Linked DNA regions of Mus musculus: region 1 is linked to region 2. A link is a contact called in public HiChIP or PLAC-seq data. All regions are on one chromosome and are shown on one strand. Each heading gives the region's core, a stretch centred on a gene start, on an enhancer-like site or on the middle of the called end of the contact. The rest is flanking DNA. Distances are from core to core; before and after follow the strand shown.

Region 1 (4,651 bases), core at 1,181-3,680, 460 kb before region 2:
CCCCAGGGAGCCCTGCCATGTTGGCATGAAGACAACTGACTTTAGAAGGGAGCACTCCATCCCAATGCAGTGCCACCCTCTGCTAGAACAGCCTTCATTTTCTAAAACATGCTAGGCTACAATGCCCCACCTCACTGGCATTAGCAACTAAATCAGTACAATAGTGAGTACAAAGTAGAGTTCATGCTGTAAATTTAAAACCATTTATCATTTGGTAAATTCAATGAAATTATTGTCTTAAATTCAACCCCCTCCCAACCTTTTAAGGCTAAGATCTGTTTTCCTCCTAGGGATAGTCTTTTGCTTTGCAGTCAACAAAATAGAATTGGTTTTAAAGAGAAAAGTATATATGTAGTGCTCTGCCATCCCCATTTAAATTTGTGATCCTGTCCTTCATTGAAATTTACTGATAACTAGCAGATTCCATATTTCTTTTTTCAAAGAAAAAGTAAGTGAAAAGTAAGTCAAATCATAATTGATAAGTTATTTCTCCATCACCAGTGAAATGAGCCAATTCAAGCCAGATTAGATTATATCAAATGCAGGTCAATTGGAAAGCTACTCTGGGTTCACTGGTCCTAAGGACTGAGGTCAGGGAAGTTGCCATAGAAAGGGATTGAGAGGAGAGGGGAAGAAGAAAGAGAGAGCACAGAGCACACACAGAGGCACAGAGAGAGAAGTGTGTATGTGTGTGATTGTGTGTGTGTGTGTGAGAGAGAGAGTGTGAGAGAGATGAGAGAGAGAAAGAGAGGAAAGGAGAGGAGAGGAGAGGAGAGGAGAGGAGAGGGGGGAGGGGAGGGGGAGGGGAGGGGGGAGAGGAGAGGAGAGGAGAGGAGAGGAGAGGAGAGGAGAGGAGAGGAGAGGAGAGGAGAGGAGAGGAGAGGAGAGGAGAGGAGAGGAGAGGAGAGGAGAGGAGAGGAGAGGAGAGGAGAGGAGAGGAGAGGAGAGGAGAGGAGAGGAGAGGAGAGGAGAGGAGAGGAGAGGAGAGGAGAGGAGAGGAGAGGAGAGGAGAGGAGAGGAGAGGAGAGGAGAGGAGAGGAGAGGAGAGGAGAGGAGAGGAGAGGAGAGGAGAGGAGAGGAGAGGAGAGGAGAGGAGAGGAGAGGAGAGGAGAGGAGAGGAGAGGAGAGGAGGAGACTGAAGAGGAGGAGGAAGATGAGGAGGAGGAGGATTGAAAGTTCAAGGTAGGAGGCAGGGTATACCAGATAGGGAAAGAGAGAGCTGGGAGAAACTGGAGACTAGGTCTGCTTTGCTATGTAAAATGTGAACCTCAGTCCCTTGTCCCAGGCTCTGAAACCAAACAATTATAGGTCACTTAACAGAAAGAAGAAAACTGCTCTGAACATGTTCCTACTAGATGACTGGAGAAATACCACACGCCCCTTCCTTCTTGTGGATGTGCTCCATGCTTTAGATGCTATCATAGGGAGAGTTGAGTGAATGCTCCTTGGGAGAACAAGTGATGCTCAAAGTTTAAGACAAGAAAGGAGGAAGCATGTGGGGGAAGAGGGACTGGTGAGAAATGGAAGCGGAAATGCAAGGTCTAAGCAGACTCAGAACAAAGCAAGAAGAGACACTGCAGGGAACTGGCGACATTAAAGGCCTTATTCCGTTAACAGGGAAATTTCAAAATACCCAAGCAGGAACCACAGGAAAAAGTGAAATAGAACGTTCCTACTTTCCAGTATTTTCGAATTAATTAAACTAACAAAAGGTTGATTTGATGTATTCACGGTGAACAGCAGCCTCAAACACCTTATTATTATGTTATTTAGAGGAAGCCAGGCAGGCGGCTGAACACATGGTTTTCATTGTACAGAAAAATACAAATATTTTGCTTGATAGCTGAAAGAAATAATACATCAAAAGGACAATGAAGGAATTTGGAATGCCCCACACCTGTGTTGGCTCTACCAGGGTAGCAGCCAGCATGTTGTTTTCTCAGCTGGAGTGCTCAGAGGCCACGTGACTGCAGCTGGCATCTATTCATTCACTGAAATAAAATTGCCTACATATCCTGAAGCCACAGTGAATACAGGGGGACTTGTGCTCTCAGATCCTACTGTTGCTTTCTCTGTGTCTCTTCGAGCATGTGTAAAATCTATATTGTTAAGCTCACTAAATTGAACAAGATTTCTCTGATAAACCAAAAGACCATAAGAACCTAAATACCCTGCTGGGTAATATCTCCACATTTTAAAGCAATGTCTTGGATCTAGATATGCAACAGCACTGGCAACTTGGAGACACAGAGCAGACATGATGCAGTATTATGTAACGCTGTTGTGTTAAGTAACCTGACAGAAACCATGGCCTGGTTACAGAATCTCTTAGGTGTGGTTTTTATTTTCAAAGAACTCTGGACCTTAATTAGCATTTGAAACAAAGCTTAACACAAAGCAACTGGAAGTGCGGAAGCTGAGAGACAGCGGTTCATTTGAAGTGCTAAGCTTAAGCCATAGACATTGTCTGGGTGGTGCGTTCCTTGGGGGTTTGGAGGAGGAAGGCATCACCCCTTGGGATCTTGGGAACCAGTCTAATGAACTGTAACTGAAAGGGTTCACTCTGAAGCTGTGAGCTCAATTCCACCCAGCAGCCACAGGCTATCTATCCCTCTATTCCCCAGCTATTCTGTCAAGTGCCATGATGAAGTTAGGTGGGCAGGGAAGGAGGAACCCTCCCACTGATTGATTAATTCAGCAAGTGTTAGGTGGAGCTCTAAACCTAAGGACCATAAGGGTAGAAAAACTTGTGTTTGTATTATTCAGAACTAATGCAAGTCTATGTCATAATTGTCCTCTTGTCTTTTATCCAAAACCAACTCATCTTTTAACTAACTAACTCAGCCCTCAGAAAAATCTATCCCCTCTACTTTTGGATTTCTGTCATTTAAATTTGCTTGCTTGTTTGTTTGTTTATTTATTTATTTTGAATCCATGTTCTCATCACATTTATTTATTTTTGTGTAGTGTGTGTGTGTGTGTTGAATATGTGCCTCAGAGCTCATGTGTAGGTCAGAGGAAAACTTTGTGGAGTTGGTCCTCTAGAGTTGCCATTAGGGTTCTGTGGCTCTCCTTTTAGGTAGCAGGTGTAGCAACTTTCACCTACCCAATGGCACTTTAAATGACAATCACCCATAATACTCTCTGCCCTTAAAGTGCCTTTCATAAATACAGAATATAGCCTTTTGTATTTCCTCTAATGCCTTGCAGGCCCCACACATCACAAATAAAAACTTTGTCTTCCTACAAAAGTCAAAATGCAAGTATTTTATCACATTCTAATTTCAACTTTGGGACCATCAGAGCATCTAATGGTCACTTCTTGGTTGCACTGTTAATATCCTGAGTGCTGCTTCCTTACATTAGGGAAGTAAGCATGATGCCTCAAACACCTCTGGTCTTTCTAGTTTCTTTTTAAAGTACATACCCCAGTGGATTTAACTTGATAGTCCTGTTGAAAATAAAAATGTCATGAACTTTGAAATGCAGAAGCAGAGACGAGAAAGTCAGTCACCACATCTGCCAAAGGCAGATACCAAGGCAGGATTTATTTCTATTTATGCTTAAACCACTTCTCCTAAAGAGGAACACTCGTCCATTGCTGGTGGGACTCCAAGCTGGTAAAAGCACTCTGGAAATCAGTTTAGCGGTTCCTCAGAAAATTGGACATAGTTCTACCGGAATATTCAGCAATACCACTCCTGGGCATATACCTAGAAGATGCTTCAGCATGTAATAAGGACACATGCTCCACCAGCCTTATTTATAATAATCAGAAGCTGGAAAGAATCCAGATGCCCCTCAACAGAGGAGTGAATACAGAATATGTGATACATTTACCCAACGGAGTACTACACAGCTATTAAAAACAATGAATTTATGAAATCCTTAGACAAATGGATGGATCTGGAGGATATCATCCTAAGTGAGGTAACCTAATCACAAAAGAACACACATGATATACACTTACTGATAAGTGGATATTAGCCCAGAAGCTCAGAATCCTTCTTAGAAGGGGGAACAAAATACCAATGGAAGGAGTTATAGAGACAAAGTTTGGAGCAGAGACTGAAGGAACAACCATGCAGATACTTCCCTACTTGGGGATCCATCCTATAAACAACCACCAAACCCAGACACTATGGCAGATGCCAACAAGAGCCTGCAGACAGAAGCCTGATATAGCTGTCTCCTGAGGGGCTCTGCCAGTGTCTGGCAAATACAGAAGTGGATGCTCACAATCATCCATTGGATGCAGCACAAGGTCTCCAATGAAGGAGCTAGAGAAAGTATCCAAGGAGCTGAAGGTGTTTGAAGCCCCATAGGAGGAACATCAATATAAACTAAACAGTACCCCCAGAGTTCCTTGGAACTAAACCTCCAATCAAAGAAAACACATGGTGGAATTTGTGGCTCTAGCTGTATATTTAGCAGAGGATGGCCTAGTGAATCATCAATGGGAGGAGAGGCCCTAGGTCCTGTGAAGGTTTTATGCCCCAATAAAGGGGAATGCCAGGACCAGGAATGGAGTGTGTGGGTTGGGAACAGAGGGAGGTGGAGGAGATAGGGGATTTTCGGAGGGGAAACTAGGAAAGGGGATAACATTTGAAATGTAAATAAAGAAAATATCAAAACAATCATTTCTCCAATT
Region 2 (4,408 bases), core at 24-2,523:
TATAATTCAGAGACTCAGAGTTGAAGCCTAGAACAACACATTCCCTACAAGCTTCAAGAGTACCTATGCTGTAAGTATGTGTGCTACAGTTTGAATACTGTAGCTACTCAGAGAAGATACTGTAAGCAGGGTGGATTAAACTGTTTCCAAAGCCTGCCAACTTTTTCTTTGGAAGATTTTACAAAAACTTGGGCAAACAGATAAATAAAAATAGACATAGAAATTGTTCCTTTTCAGATAATACATCATAAACAGTTATTATTTTTATGTAGCATGTCCACTAACAAAAAGCAATTTGTCACATAAAAAAATCTCAAATCAGACAGCTTTGGCTGGTCTGCTGTGATGTGGCAAAAATCTTGAATGTTCTGAAGCAAGTTACACTGAAGTCATATCAATCACAATAGTCATGTTTTTGCCAGATACACCTTAGATCTGTTATATATTTAATTCTGAATAACTTTTTGGAAGTTGTGTGTTTAGAAACTTTTGCTGCTAACCATGGTTGTGACCTTCACATTCAGTTACAGGGCTCCATGCAGAGGTGTGCTTCACAGTATGGGAAGCTGCAGTAAGAATGAAATGCACAACATTAAATCCACAAAAGGCTTATATGTCACATAGTACTCCTCATTTGGTTAGTGCCTCAACCACTTACCATAAGAGATAAACATGATGTGTTTATATTAAGTAGAACATATTTTAATGTTCTAGGCATGTACAAGAGAGCAAAGTGAAGGATAGAGATTCATTAAATTGAATCTAAAACAAGTCTCTGATGTATATAGAGAGTTCTTTATTAAAACCGTTCAATTCATACAATTGCTTTTGTTATTGCTATACAAAAATGTCGGGTCTTTAAAATGAAGTCTAATTTTATGTTTATAAGAGGGAAGCATAACGCTATAAAGAAGGTTAAGCTTGGATAATCAGCTGTGTCTTTTGTGGTATGGATGTTTGTGTGCATGTGCTTGCATGCAGGTGTATGAATTAATAGAGGGTCTTTTACAACTTTCAGTTTTTATTAGTGTACTGACCTTTCAGTTGGGTAAATTCCCATTTTAACTCAAAGTAGTGGGTTGCTGATCTAAGTTGATTTAATTATTTATTGTTACAAAAATACATATTGTAACCTCCCCAGCTTGAAACAGGCTGATCCAGACTTTGACCTTGCTGCCTGCCACAAAGAAGGAGATTCCCTAGGGTGGAGCCTTCCGACCTAGATGGCTCTATTGTTCTGTCACCTGCCATGGCCTCCAAGACACTGCTCCCTGCTGAGAGGCCCCTGAGCTATTCTGGAGACTACACCCTCTCCTGCAGTTGTCACCTGCAGCTGGTTCCAGGAACCAAGAATGGATTGGGGGATGGGCCTCCTCCCCCGCCTCTTTTTTTTTTTTTTTTTTTTGTGGTAACATGGAATGCATTTTTTTTTCCATTTTTTTTTCCATTTTTTATTAGGTATTTAGTTCATTTACATTTCCAATGCTATACCAAAAGTCCCCCATACCCACCCACCCCCACTCCCCTACCCACCCACTCCCCCTTTTTGGCCCTGGCGTTCCCCTGTACTGGGGCATATAAAGTTTGTGTGTCCAATGGGCCTCTCTTTCCAGTGACAGCTCCCCCCTTTTATAAGCACAGTTTGCTATTAAACGTTTGAGCCTTGATCAGGAACCTTGACTTGGCATCCATTTTTCTCTCCACTGCCTAGTTTCTGTCTTTTCAGCCCCTGTTTGCCTCCCAGGAGTAATCCCTGGTCCACGTGAGCCTGGCTCCCAACAACATATGACAGTAGCCAGACTTTTAAAATATATTTTAATAATACTTTGCAAATTTAACACTCCTTATTTAACACAATGTGTGAATGCATTTATCTCTCTGAACTTCTATATTCATCCCCATCCATTCTACTCCCCATGTTATGTCCTCCTCTTCATTCCTCTTCATACTCTATAGTTCAGTTTGTGACAGCTGTACTCTTATACTCACTTGAGAATAGATACCCTACCAGAGGTCACACTCTTAAAATCAATTGGCTTTCCTTCCCTCAGGTAGCAGTATGCCTGAGTCCCTCCCCATTCCATTCTGGAATGCTTCTGACTTGGTCTTGGGCAGGTCTTTTATAGGCAGCCATGGTCTTTGTGAGTTCCTGAGTACAGTAATCCTGTGATATCCAGAAAATTCCATTTTGTCCCTGTTCTCCCTGACCCCAGGCTAGAAATGAGACACTTAATGCTAGAATTTAATATTTTCTGGGGTTAGCAACCTTTGAATGATAGGCATGTGATACTCTGTCATTACATTGGACATTGTTAAATGCGTGCAGCTCCCACGTGCCACTATACCACAAGGATAAACAAACATCACTCTACAATGAACCATGCAGTTGGACTATGATGTTCAGTTGGCTAGGTGTATTAAAAATATGACATCTGGCACTTCCCCTTCAGTATGCATGCTGTGATGTGATACAATGCATTCTGAGGCACATTTGTATCATTATGCTGCTGAGAAGGTCAGGTGGTTTTCCTATATGAGCTGAATGAGTTTGCGAATAAATAATTTCTCCCTCCTTTCAGCCACCCTTTTTTCTTCTTTCTTTTCCTTTTCTCTGTTCTCTGAGTCTACTTTTTTTTCTTCCACCTTCTATTTTAATGTAAGAAGAGAGTATTTTATAGTTCAGCAAATTATTATGAGTGTGCATATTACTTCTCATCTAGACCAAGACAAACAATTTTTTTCAGGAACATATTTTGAAGGAAAAATAGTTCTTTAATTTTTAGTCTCTTTTTTCTTGAGGAGGGAGTTGTAAGTGACTATAAGAAAACTACTATGCATAGTTTAGAGAACTGTACCAAACTTACCTTAGGTCAATATCTGGCTCAATATCACTAATCTAGTCTTGTCCGAATTTTCCTATTTTTTTCTCTTCCTCTCTATGTTGAGGATTCCTTCTGTATTTCAGATTTGTTTTCAGAAGGCTCTATTGACTTATCCCCCAGCTCTGACCTATAATAGCAATGCTCAGATTCTCTAATTCTCTTTATTTAATTGTCATTCTCTCTTTGCATCTTCTATGCTAACTCATTTCCAAGCAAAAGAAGCCAACTCTTAAACACTTAAATACATCAAGTGAGTAAAAGGATGTATGTAATGAAAGATTCTAAGATACCAAAAATAAGAATAAAATTTGATTGTGAAGGTCAGATGTGTGAACTTCATGTGCTCCAGAGGTATGGTTTATGAAATTTTATCTCATGTCTCAAACCCAAATATGTGTAATCCATAGAAGATTCCAAGTGTGGGAATTAAAAACAATAGGCTTGGTTTTCTCTTTGGATATAGAAGTCTCTAGCAAAAGTAGGACTAGTGTTAGAAGAGTAAAACATAGCAAGTATTTGGTTATTCGAACTTCTGGGAAATTATCAAGCACTTTATGGCCTGTAATATGCTTGATCTAACTTGACATGAGATACAGATTATATATACAGACTTCCTCTGGTAGAAGTTCAGTTAAGATCTGGTTAATTCCCTAGAAATTTTATGTGCTGCTATAGAAGACTGATGTCCTTAACCATCGGGTATAGAACCTGTTAGTAAGTCCTTTTCTCAATATCCTAATTGGGCTTTGTAGAAATGGAGACTTGCTGTGATTATGTATAAGGCAGGAGTGCAGGATCAGAGACTCCTACAGACTCAAAGAACCCTATACTGATAAGCTACTAAAGAGCTTCAGTTGTTTTAATCTCTCAAAATGAAAGAGAAAAAGAAGAGGAAGAGGAGGAGGAGGAAGGGGAGGAGGAAGTGGAGGAGGAGGAGAAGGAGGAAGAGGAGGAGGAGGAAGGGGAGGAGGAAGTGGAGGAGGAGGAGAAGGAGGAAGAGGAGGAGGAGGAAGGGGAGGAGGAAGTGGAGGAGGAGGAGAAGGGGGAAGAGGAGGAGGAGGAGGAGGAAGAGGAGGAGGAAGTGGAGGAGGAGGAGAAGGGGGAAGAGGAGGAGGAGGAAGGGGAGGAAGAGGAGGAAGGGGAGGAGGAGGAGGAGGAGGAGGGGGAGGAGGAATATATCTTACAAATGGGAGGACTCAGTGAACATACAAAGTTTAAAGTGTATGGTTATTGATATTTTGAGGTCCTCAGAAGAACATGGGGGCTGCTACAGTTTCCTCTCAATCACACACAGTATTTATCCTTCCCACTGAAGCAAATGGTAACCTTTCTTTTATGTATGGATTAATATTCTAACTTTGAGATGATCTGCCAACCAGGTACTTAACCTAAACACACTTTTGGACCCATTTCTTGACAGATTTCAAAAAAGGAACCTCTTGCAGCTGGCTCATGAGAAAATCAAAGATCTCTCCCTTAACATTCTTGCTGTCTGCCACTCACAAGGGATGCCTATTAGCTGAGTG

Evidence for each region. HiChIP or PLAC-seq counts read pairs in DNA pulled down with a chosen protein or histone mark.
Region 1: an H3K27ac HiChIP or PLAC-seq map of embryonic stem cells shows a contact between it and region 2, with 5 read pairs. The contact joins two enhancer-like sites. A contact is called at or near these places in 1 of 484 Hi-C or Micro-C datasets (embryonic stem cells) and 2 of 115 datasets of contacts at active chromatin or transcription factors (both in embryonic stem cells).

What each region holds. Positions count from the first base shown.
Region 1 is chr17:90,388,335-90,392,985 of GRCm38.p6, reverse strand. All of the region lies in intron 17 of Nrxn1 (neurexin I), which reads left to right. Among named protein-coding and RNA genes, the nearest start is that of Gm32337, 71 kb to the left of the region's middle. Within about 2 kb of position 2,430, at least 41 of the 459 cell types and tissues checked have an H3K27ac peak or open chromatin away from gene starts, as enhancers often do. A contact at or near this core is called in embryonic stem cells, where this site is marked.
Region 2 is chr17:89,931,051-89,935,458 of GRCm38.p6, reverse strand. No RefSeq gene overlaps it. Among named protein-coding and RNA genes, the nearest start is that of Gm41653, 43 kb to the left of the region's middle. Within about 2 kb of position 1,273, at least 6 of the 459 cell types and tissues checked have an H3K27ac peak or open chromatin away from gene starts, as enhancers often do. A contact at or near this core is called in embryonic stem cells, where this site is marked.